Regions from separate parts of the Astyanax mexicanus genome. Here region 1 is linked to region 2. The links are chromatin contacts, called in public Hi-C maps. All regions are on one chromosome and are shown on one strand. The core of a region is the stretch at or near the end of the contact, and the rest is flanking DNA. Distances in the headings are between cores, read along the strand shown. Region 1 overlaps actr2a (actin related protein 2a). Region 2 holds the start of spred2a (sprouty related EVH1 domain containing 2a).

Region 1 (3,981 bases), core at 233-2,732, 55 kb before region 2:
TATAATGTTGCGTCTCCACCACCAGATGGTGCCAGTAGCCTGCGCTCCACAGTGAGACAGCTCCCAACATGTAAGCCTCCTATTGTGGTGCATCTCCACTGAAAGGCCTAAAGACACACTGATCAATTATTAAAACTAGGCTCCAGATCACTTTAGTAAAAGTGTTTAACGAAACACAACTTGTGCATTACTTGTATTGTAGTTAATCAGCTATTTCCTCTTAGTTGTATATGGTAACAATATGGCACAATGGCTTAGGCCCAATTCTGTTCCTCCCCTTGCCCCTACCATTTACCCCTACATCTTAATTTTGAGTGTAACCCTTCCCTTTCGAACAGAGTTACAAGGGGAAAAGGTGAAATCCTCCTCCTAAGAAATGGGATGATCCTTCAAGCACCCGATACATCATTAGGAGCGCTAAAGTTCAGTAACCTAGCTGCTGCTGCTGATTAACTAGTTAACTTTAGCTTGTTTAGCTTTTATTTTATTTTATTTTATTTTTCCGTTCCGCCTTAAATGCTGGAAACCCTGCCGTCTGTTGCACCATTTAATGTGAAACAGGAAAGTTAGCTAGCTAGCTACCTCTAAGATTTGAGACACAAGATTAGCAATTTTTTTTTTATTTTTATGCTTGTTATGAAGAATTCGGACATAAAACATTGAAACTACACATTGAACTACAGTAATATAGTGATAATCGTCACTTTTAACAGGGAAATACTCACATTTCTGAGTTTCTTACCAGTGATTCTCATACCTCTCTGTTTGAAATATGCATCTGGAAAATCTCTGTTTGAAGGGCTAACAAGCTCTATCCCTTCCACTGACCTACCCCTCCAGCCTAATGAGAATCAGGACACCCCTACCCCTTGTGGTGCATGCACAAAACAGAGGGGTAGGGATACAGGGTAAAATGGGATTGGTCCTTACTGTTTAGTACCTTTGCCTCACAGCACATTGGTCTTCAGTTCAAGTCCCCATCTGTGTGGGGTTTCCATGTTTTCCCATTTCCATGTATGAGGGTGTAAGTGTGTGTGTATGACTGTATGCACAGAAATTTTTAGATCGGTAATGGATTGTGCTGGGTCAGTTGCCCGATAGTGGAGGGTTGTTTCCGGTTGAGAGTATGCTGTGCGTGATTGGCTGCTGTTTCTCACCAGTGTGTTTTGATGATTGTAAGTGATAAAGTAAGTGAGTAGAATGTAAATTAAATTAAAAGTGTCCTGTAGGAGAAGACCAACACACCAATCCAACACCAGCACTGTAAACTGTGCAGTAACAGATTCAGAGCTTCTTTCTTCTTTTTCTGACTTTACTTTATCTTTTAAGGTGGATCAGCTATAAGTAGGGGTATTTGACCACTGTCTATTCTATTAGAAACTGTGTTTAAAAGCTGTGTGTGTGTGTGTGTGTGTGTGTGTGTGTTTTTTTCCTCTGTGTAGAAGTTTAAGATCCGTATTGAAGACCCTCCTCGCCGTAAGCACATGGTGTTCCTGGGCGGAGCCGTGTTGGCCGACATCATGAAGGATAAAGATAATTTCTGGCTGACCAGAGAAGAATACCAGGAGAAGGGCATGCGTGTGTTGGAGAAACTCGGAGTGACCGTCAGATAAACCACAACACACACACATGCACACACACAAGGAAAATCACTTGCACACACACACACACCTGAGTTATTTCACATACACATGTAAACAGGGTGGCATTTTGGCAGTGTATAAATGGGGAAACAAAAAAAATAATAAGAAGAGTTGGCAGAAGATACTTGATTGTATACGTCAAATACTTGAATTTTGCATTTTCTTATTATAATTATATTCTCATCAAACGATTGGTGCAACATTCTTCCATAAACAGAAGAGTTCTGCCAGTTGACGGCCTGATAACTGTTAGAAAATCGATTGGTTGAATAATAAAAAAAAAAAAAATCAGATTTACTGTTTATGCTGCCAAAATTAATCCTAGAAGAAGGTCGGCCTCTCTTGCTCTCTCTCTCTTTCTCATTTTTCTCTCGCTCTCTCATTTCTCTCTTTCTCTCGCTCTCAGTCTATCTATCTATCTATCTATCTATCTATCTATCTTTCTCTCTCTCTGTCTCACTTGGCCATTGACCTAGACATTGGTGTACATCACTAATTCTCGTCTGCTTGATGTTTTGTTGCCATAAATCACGTTTTTAAAGAACACACTGTTCAGAGAGAGAGAGAGATTATCTAAATAAATAAAAAAGACTTAAAAATGTAAAAACAAAATTGTTTTAAAAAAAGAAAGAGTGAAATAACAACAGTAGCCATTTTTGCTGATGAAGATTACGATAGACAGTATAATATTTAAGGCCGGTGGTATCAAATGTGTAAAAGGCGTCCTGTCCTGAGGCAGGCTGCTTTTTATTATTTTTTTTTGTTTATGTAAAATGTTTTTCTTGTCTTTTTTTATTTCCTTTCCTATGTTTAAAGACCTCTGATGTTGTAAGTTGTTCAGTAGCACATCTAATGCCCATTTTAGGATTTAAAACTGCTGGATTTTTTTCTGAATGACAGAAATAAATGTGATTTTTGGAGAAAAAAAAAGTAGTAATTTTTCTTATTAATTCAACATGTTGCTTCCTTGGATTACGAGGATTTTTTTATGTGGATAGACATTCATTTAAACATATGATGTAAAATAAAGTGGCATATTGTATAAAATACCCAGAACAAACAAGCAAGCATTGCTAATGCTATAGTAAAATAGAGTAGGGTATTATATGCTGTAGTAGACTGTAGTGTAGTCATTGGTCTTGCCTTGTAATTACAAATGTCCAGAGCCAATCAGGAGGAAAATTAAGGCTATTTATTCTAAAATGCTACCAGTGATACCAGCTGTAACTCATTGATACCAGCTGTAAATAAAAGATAAATTAATTGTGGTTATAATGAGTAAAAATGCACCTACATATGAGTAATTTTATGTAAATTAATATGTAGCGTTGAAATATCCACTAGTTAGAATTATAGTGTAGACAAAAATAATGTATAACAATTTTCCTTGTAAAACAAATTAGTGCATGTTTTATTTTTATTTTTTTACTAGTAAAAATATGATTATAGATAAGATAAAGTAAAATTCTATGTGAATCCATTGTAACATTATAATAGTTAGAGTTGTGAAGGATTTTTAATCTTCCTGGATGGATCTTCAATCTTTAAATCTGATAATTAATAATAAAAAAAGTGAATAGTTGGTCCTAAAATATTAATTTATACTAAGGAAAAATATATTTAAAAATTACATAAAATTTAAATTAAAGTTTATAATGGTAATTATTAAATTAGCTTGTACTCAATAATGGCAATTCATGGCTAAACCTGCAAAAAAATTTGATTTTCCAAAGGTCCCATTTGTTTCTGTCATACAGAAATCCAGACACAAAATATATATATTTCACACTTCTACTCAGTGATAAAACTTTTGCATCCGGACTGCAATTAAAAAATCAGGAGGACCAGTGAGGTTTTTTTTTTAGGCTTTCTCACTCACGTGACATCGCGTTCAGTAGCTCCTCCATTTCCACTTGCTGTGTTGCTTGTGTTTTTAGGCGGATCTCCGTGGAAATGTGCGCCCAAAGTGTAATTACGGTGCGCGGCAGTGGACAAATAGCTATTTTATTAAATGTGAGGAGACGAAACTTAGAGATGTGCGTCTGGGCAGGACTAAAATTACTGGAGGACCGCGGAGTTCAGCGAAAAACAGTAGATAAATCAGCCTGTAATTTTCTCTCAGAGGACATCTGAGAAAAACACGTACATGGTGGTTCTGGACAGGAACAAATCACAGGCCCCCTGAAAAACTAATCCTGTCTGGATAGGGCTTAACATGTAATAATATCATATATAAATGCTTACAAATAGGATGTTGCGATTACTGAGACCAAATTAAAATCATTCCCACTTAAAGGTGTTTAAATGTAACAAATACTGCTTTATAACAGGCTTTGAG
Region 2 (4,381 bases), core at 355-2,854:
TATCTTTCCCTATATCTCTCCCTGATATTTATTTAAAAAACTAGACCAATTTCTTTGATTTCCAGTTTTTTTATTTTTACCAAATTGAAAACCTCTAGAATATAATCAACAGGAAGATGGATGATCACAAACCATCAAACCAAGCTGAACTGCATGAAATTTTGCACCAGCAGTGAGTAGCATAAAGTTATCCAAAAGCAGTGTGTAAGACTGGTGGAGGAGAACATGATGCCAAGATGCATGAAAACTGTGATTAAAAACCAGGGTTATTCCACCAAATATTGATTTCTGAACTAAACTTTATGAATATGAACTTGTTTTCTTTTTATCTCGGCCATTTCTCATTTTCTGCAAATAAATACTCTAGATTACTTATATTTTTATGTGTCGTCTGTAGTTTATAGACTAAAACAACAATGTTCATTTTGCTCAAAACATAAACCTATAAATAGCAAAATAAAAAAAAAACTGATTCAGATACTGAAGTGGTCTTTTTATTTTTACCAGAGCTGTAATATATATATATATATATGTGTGTTGTGTATGTATGAACAGTGTGTTGCCAAATATTCCCACAATCCCAGAACGTCAGTGCTTTCCATCCAGGGAACATTTGGTCTCCGGAAAAGAATACAAAAACACCCTCAGACAGACAGACAGACACGCATGACAACCAAGAACAGCGTGCTGGAAACACAGTGTGTGTTAAACACCACATAAACACCACATCTCCTCACCACATACAGCCCTTATAATAATAATAATAATAATAATAATAATAATAATAATAATAATAATAATAACCAAAGTAAAGCGCATTCTTTGATCCTTTCAGCAAACGTTTCCGTTTTCAGACCCCAACTGTGACCCCCCTAAACCCCCCTTCCTCCACTGCTCTCCACAGTAAAGCAGGAGCAGCAGCAGTGGGGAGCGGAGGGGGACGCGCGGCCTGGCCGCGTCATGCTGCACCTTTTTCGGGGTGGATTTCACGCAGCTCCCGCTGCCCCGAGGGCGCGCGCCCCGTTTTTATTATGTGCACTAAAATAAAAGCATTGCGTCTCACGTGGGGCATAAATGCGCACACGCACACACGCGTATGCACGAATAGACACATGCATTGCACACACACGCACACACACACACACACAAAGGAAAGTACACGCTGGGCTGCTGCTGCCTCTTGCTTACTCACTCGTCTGGCTGCTGCGATTCCTCGGTCATTTTTCCCCCTCCTCGGCTTCACCTACAGCAGCAGTGCACGGTTCCCATTGCGCGCTCCCGTGCGCGCTCACGCGTCATTTTTCCTCCTCTTTTCTTTCTCTCTCTCGCTCTCTTTTTCTTTCCCCCTCTCAATCTCTCCGTCTCTCCTGCTTTATTTCGCGTTATTCCTCCGTTTTTCCTCCCCGATCCTCTCTCCCTCTCCCTCCTCCTCCTCTTCCACCGGCTGCTCGTCGTCCTCCCGCCCCGTCCGCTGCTCTGTGGCCGGGACTGTGCGCGCTGCGCTCGGCGAGGGCGGCCCCATCGCCCGCTGCTACTCCATGTTGGGCTCCTTCGTGTGGAGGCGAGCAGAGCAGAGCGCAGCGCAGGACTCGGTCTGTGGAAAAGAGACGGGGGGAGGGAGGGCGGGGGGAAGTGTGTGTGTGTGTGTGTGTGTGTGTGAGTGTGTGTTGAGGGGGGATGTGAGGGTGGGGGTGTAGAATGTGGAAGGAAGAGAGGGGGGGTGCGGAAGCAATGACGTCAGAGAGTGGAGGAAGGGACGGAGGGAGATCCGCATGGTTGGGGTCGACACACACACACAGAAAAGTGCAAATTATTGCATCCACGCGCCCTCTAGCGCACAAAATAGAATGCAAAATTCAGTTTAAAGGAGCACTAAACCCCCTGATTTTAAATTTGAAAAAGGCTAAACGGGCACTGGGTGATGTATGGGTTTAGAGCTGGGGCCCAGAGGGAGAGCTGGTTGTACTTAAAATATCGTATTTACGATATGTGAGAGCATATGAATGCCACCACAAATTCCAAACTATTTACCAGTGGGAAAGATTTTTAGACAAGGGACAGAGGGAGATCTGTAAGGGGCAGTAAACCCTCTGATTTTAAATTTGGAAAAGGCTAAAGGAGCAGTGGGTGATGTATGGGTTTAGAGGAATGGCATTAAGGAGAGCTGATTGGCTGAGCTATAGCAGCAGCAGCCGTGTTCCTCTTGCTCCCTTCAAGTACTGTCGGAAATATCGTATTTACGAGATGAGGTTGGCTGTGGTTGGGGTCCACACACACACAAACACACACACACACACACACAGATGTGTGCAAATTATTTCATCCACGCGCCCTCTAGCACACATAAAAGAGAATGCAGCATTCAGCTGAAAGGGGCACTAAACCCTCAAATTTTACATTTGAAAAAGGCTAAAGGGCCACTGTGTGATGTAGGGGTTTAAGGGTTTGGCAAGTCGTGTCAAAATTATTGTATTTACGAGATTAAAGCACATGAATACCACCACAAACTCCAAACTATTTACCAGTGGGAAACTCTGATTTTTAGATAAGGGACAGAGGGAGGTCCAAGAGGTGCATTATCTTGTGATCATATAAAATTCTCAAGCAATTTGATGCTTTAATGTTATTTATCATTATTGTTATTAGATTTAATTTAATTGCAATTGTACTTATAGATTCTAAATATTAGATTACATTATTATTATTATTATTATTATTATTATTATTATTATTTTATATTCTCTGTATGGTGTATGTGTGGTGCAAAAAAGATAAGTAAATAATTGTTATATGATTTTTAATTATTAGAAGAAAATGTAAAACAATAATGTAATGTAGTTATAAGTTATATAGAAGTATAATTGTAACGAATTTTGTTTTCATTGCAATATTATAAATATAATATCAAAATAAACCATCAAATTGCTTACATAAGTAATGTTAATATATAAGTATAATATGTACTCAATTATAATTTAATAAATATCTGATGTAACAGAGTAAAACCAACAACAGCAAAAATAATAAAATGAAGGAAGAAAACAGTCTGTGCTGATTTTAATGCAATAAGTGAAATGTAATTTCACAGCGAGGCTTATATGTTGGTTATACAACATTTATTACAACATTTATTACAGTTTCACTACTTTATTACCAATTAACGCCACCAAGCGACCTCTAGCGCCTGTGGAGGAAACTACAGCGGCGCTGCTCACTTTTATTAATAGACACTAATACTAACACTTACACTTTCTCTCACACTAATATAATACACTTAAACACAAGGAGAAATTAGGAAAAGAAAGTGCTTAAAGAGAAGGAAAAGCCAGAGGGATAAAGAGAAAAAGAAAACATCTGAAAGAACTAAAAGAAATACAAACAGATGAAAAGAAAAAAGAATGAAAGAGAAATGACAAAAAAAATAGGAAGATGGAGGATAAAAAGAAAGAAAAGGGTGGAAAAATAACAGGGAAAGCAAGAAGGAGAAATTGATAAAGAAAGAGAGATAAATGTAGATTGAGAAAGACAAAGAAAAAGAGGCAGACACACGACACAGGGACTTATTGTAAATATTTTATTATCTTTTCATGAGACAACACACTGATTCCTTTACATTTTACAGTGTTAAGTAGTTAGGATACAGCTTGAATAAATTTGTTGTGCCCTCAAAATAACTCAACACACAGCCATTAATGTCTAAACTGCTGATAACAAAAGTGAGTAAATAAAATGGCCACAAGTGTGCCTCAAGTGTCACTATTTTTTTGTGGCCACCATTATTCTCCAGCCCTGTCCTAACTCTTAATTCTAAGTTTAATAGAGCTTCATAATTTGCTACTGGAATCCTCTTCCACTCCCCCATGAAGACATCAGGGAATCTTTTGAGAATCTCGTTTGAGAATGCCCCACAGGTGCTCAATTGGGTTTAGGTCTGGAGACATAGTCCATCAGCTTTCCAAGTCCGTCAGCTGAAGAATTACAAAAATCTCTGGCACATGTTAACATTTTTGTTGACAAATCTACAATAAGGAAAAAATTTATCAAGAATGAGTTCATGGGAGGACACCACAGAGGAGGAAGCCACTGTTGTCCAAAAAAACATTGCATTTTTGAAGTTTGCAAAAAAAGAGCACCTGGATATTCCACAGCACTACTAGCTGAAAATACTACAGACAGATAAAACCAAAATTGAGTTCTTTGCAAGGAACACACAAATCTATGTGTGGAGAAAAAAGGCACAGCACACCATCATCAAAACCTCATTCCAGCTGTGAAACATGGTGGAGGGAGCATCATGGATTTAGACTGCTTTGCTGCCTCAGGGTCTGGACGGATTGCCGTCATCAATGGGAAAATGAATTCCCAAGTTTACCAAGACATT

Evidence for each region. Hi-C and Micro-C count contacts between places; a contact is called where the count stands out from the background.
Region 1: a contact with region 2 is called in a Hi-C map of muscle, with 17 times the contacts expected there. The contact joins the enhancer-like site here to the promoter of spred2a in region 2. A contact is called at or near these places in 2 of 3 Hi-C or Micro-C datasets (both in muscle).

What each region holds. Positions count from the first base shown.
Region 1 is chr21:33,266,857-33,270,837 of AstMex3_surface, reverse strand. actr2a (actin related protein 2a) reads left to right here. Exons shown (of 9, transcript XM_022674567.2): 9 at 1,443-3,894. The coding sequence ends at 1,613. Among protein-coding and RNA genes, the nearest start is that of actr2a, 21 kb to the left of the region's middle. Within about 2 kb of position 1,482, the one cell type or tissue checked has an H3K27ac peak away from gene starts, as active enhancers do.
Region 2 is chr21:33,211,829-33,216,209 of AstMex3_surface, reverse strand. It overlaps spred2a (sprouty related EVH1 domain containing 2a), which reads right to left and starts at 1,604. Exons shown (of 6, transcript XM_022674566.2): 1 at 1,193-1,604. The coding sequence starts at 1,221.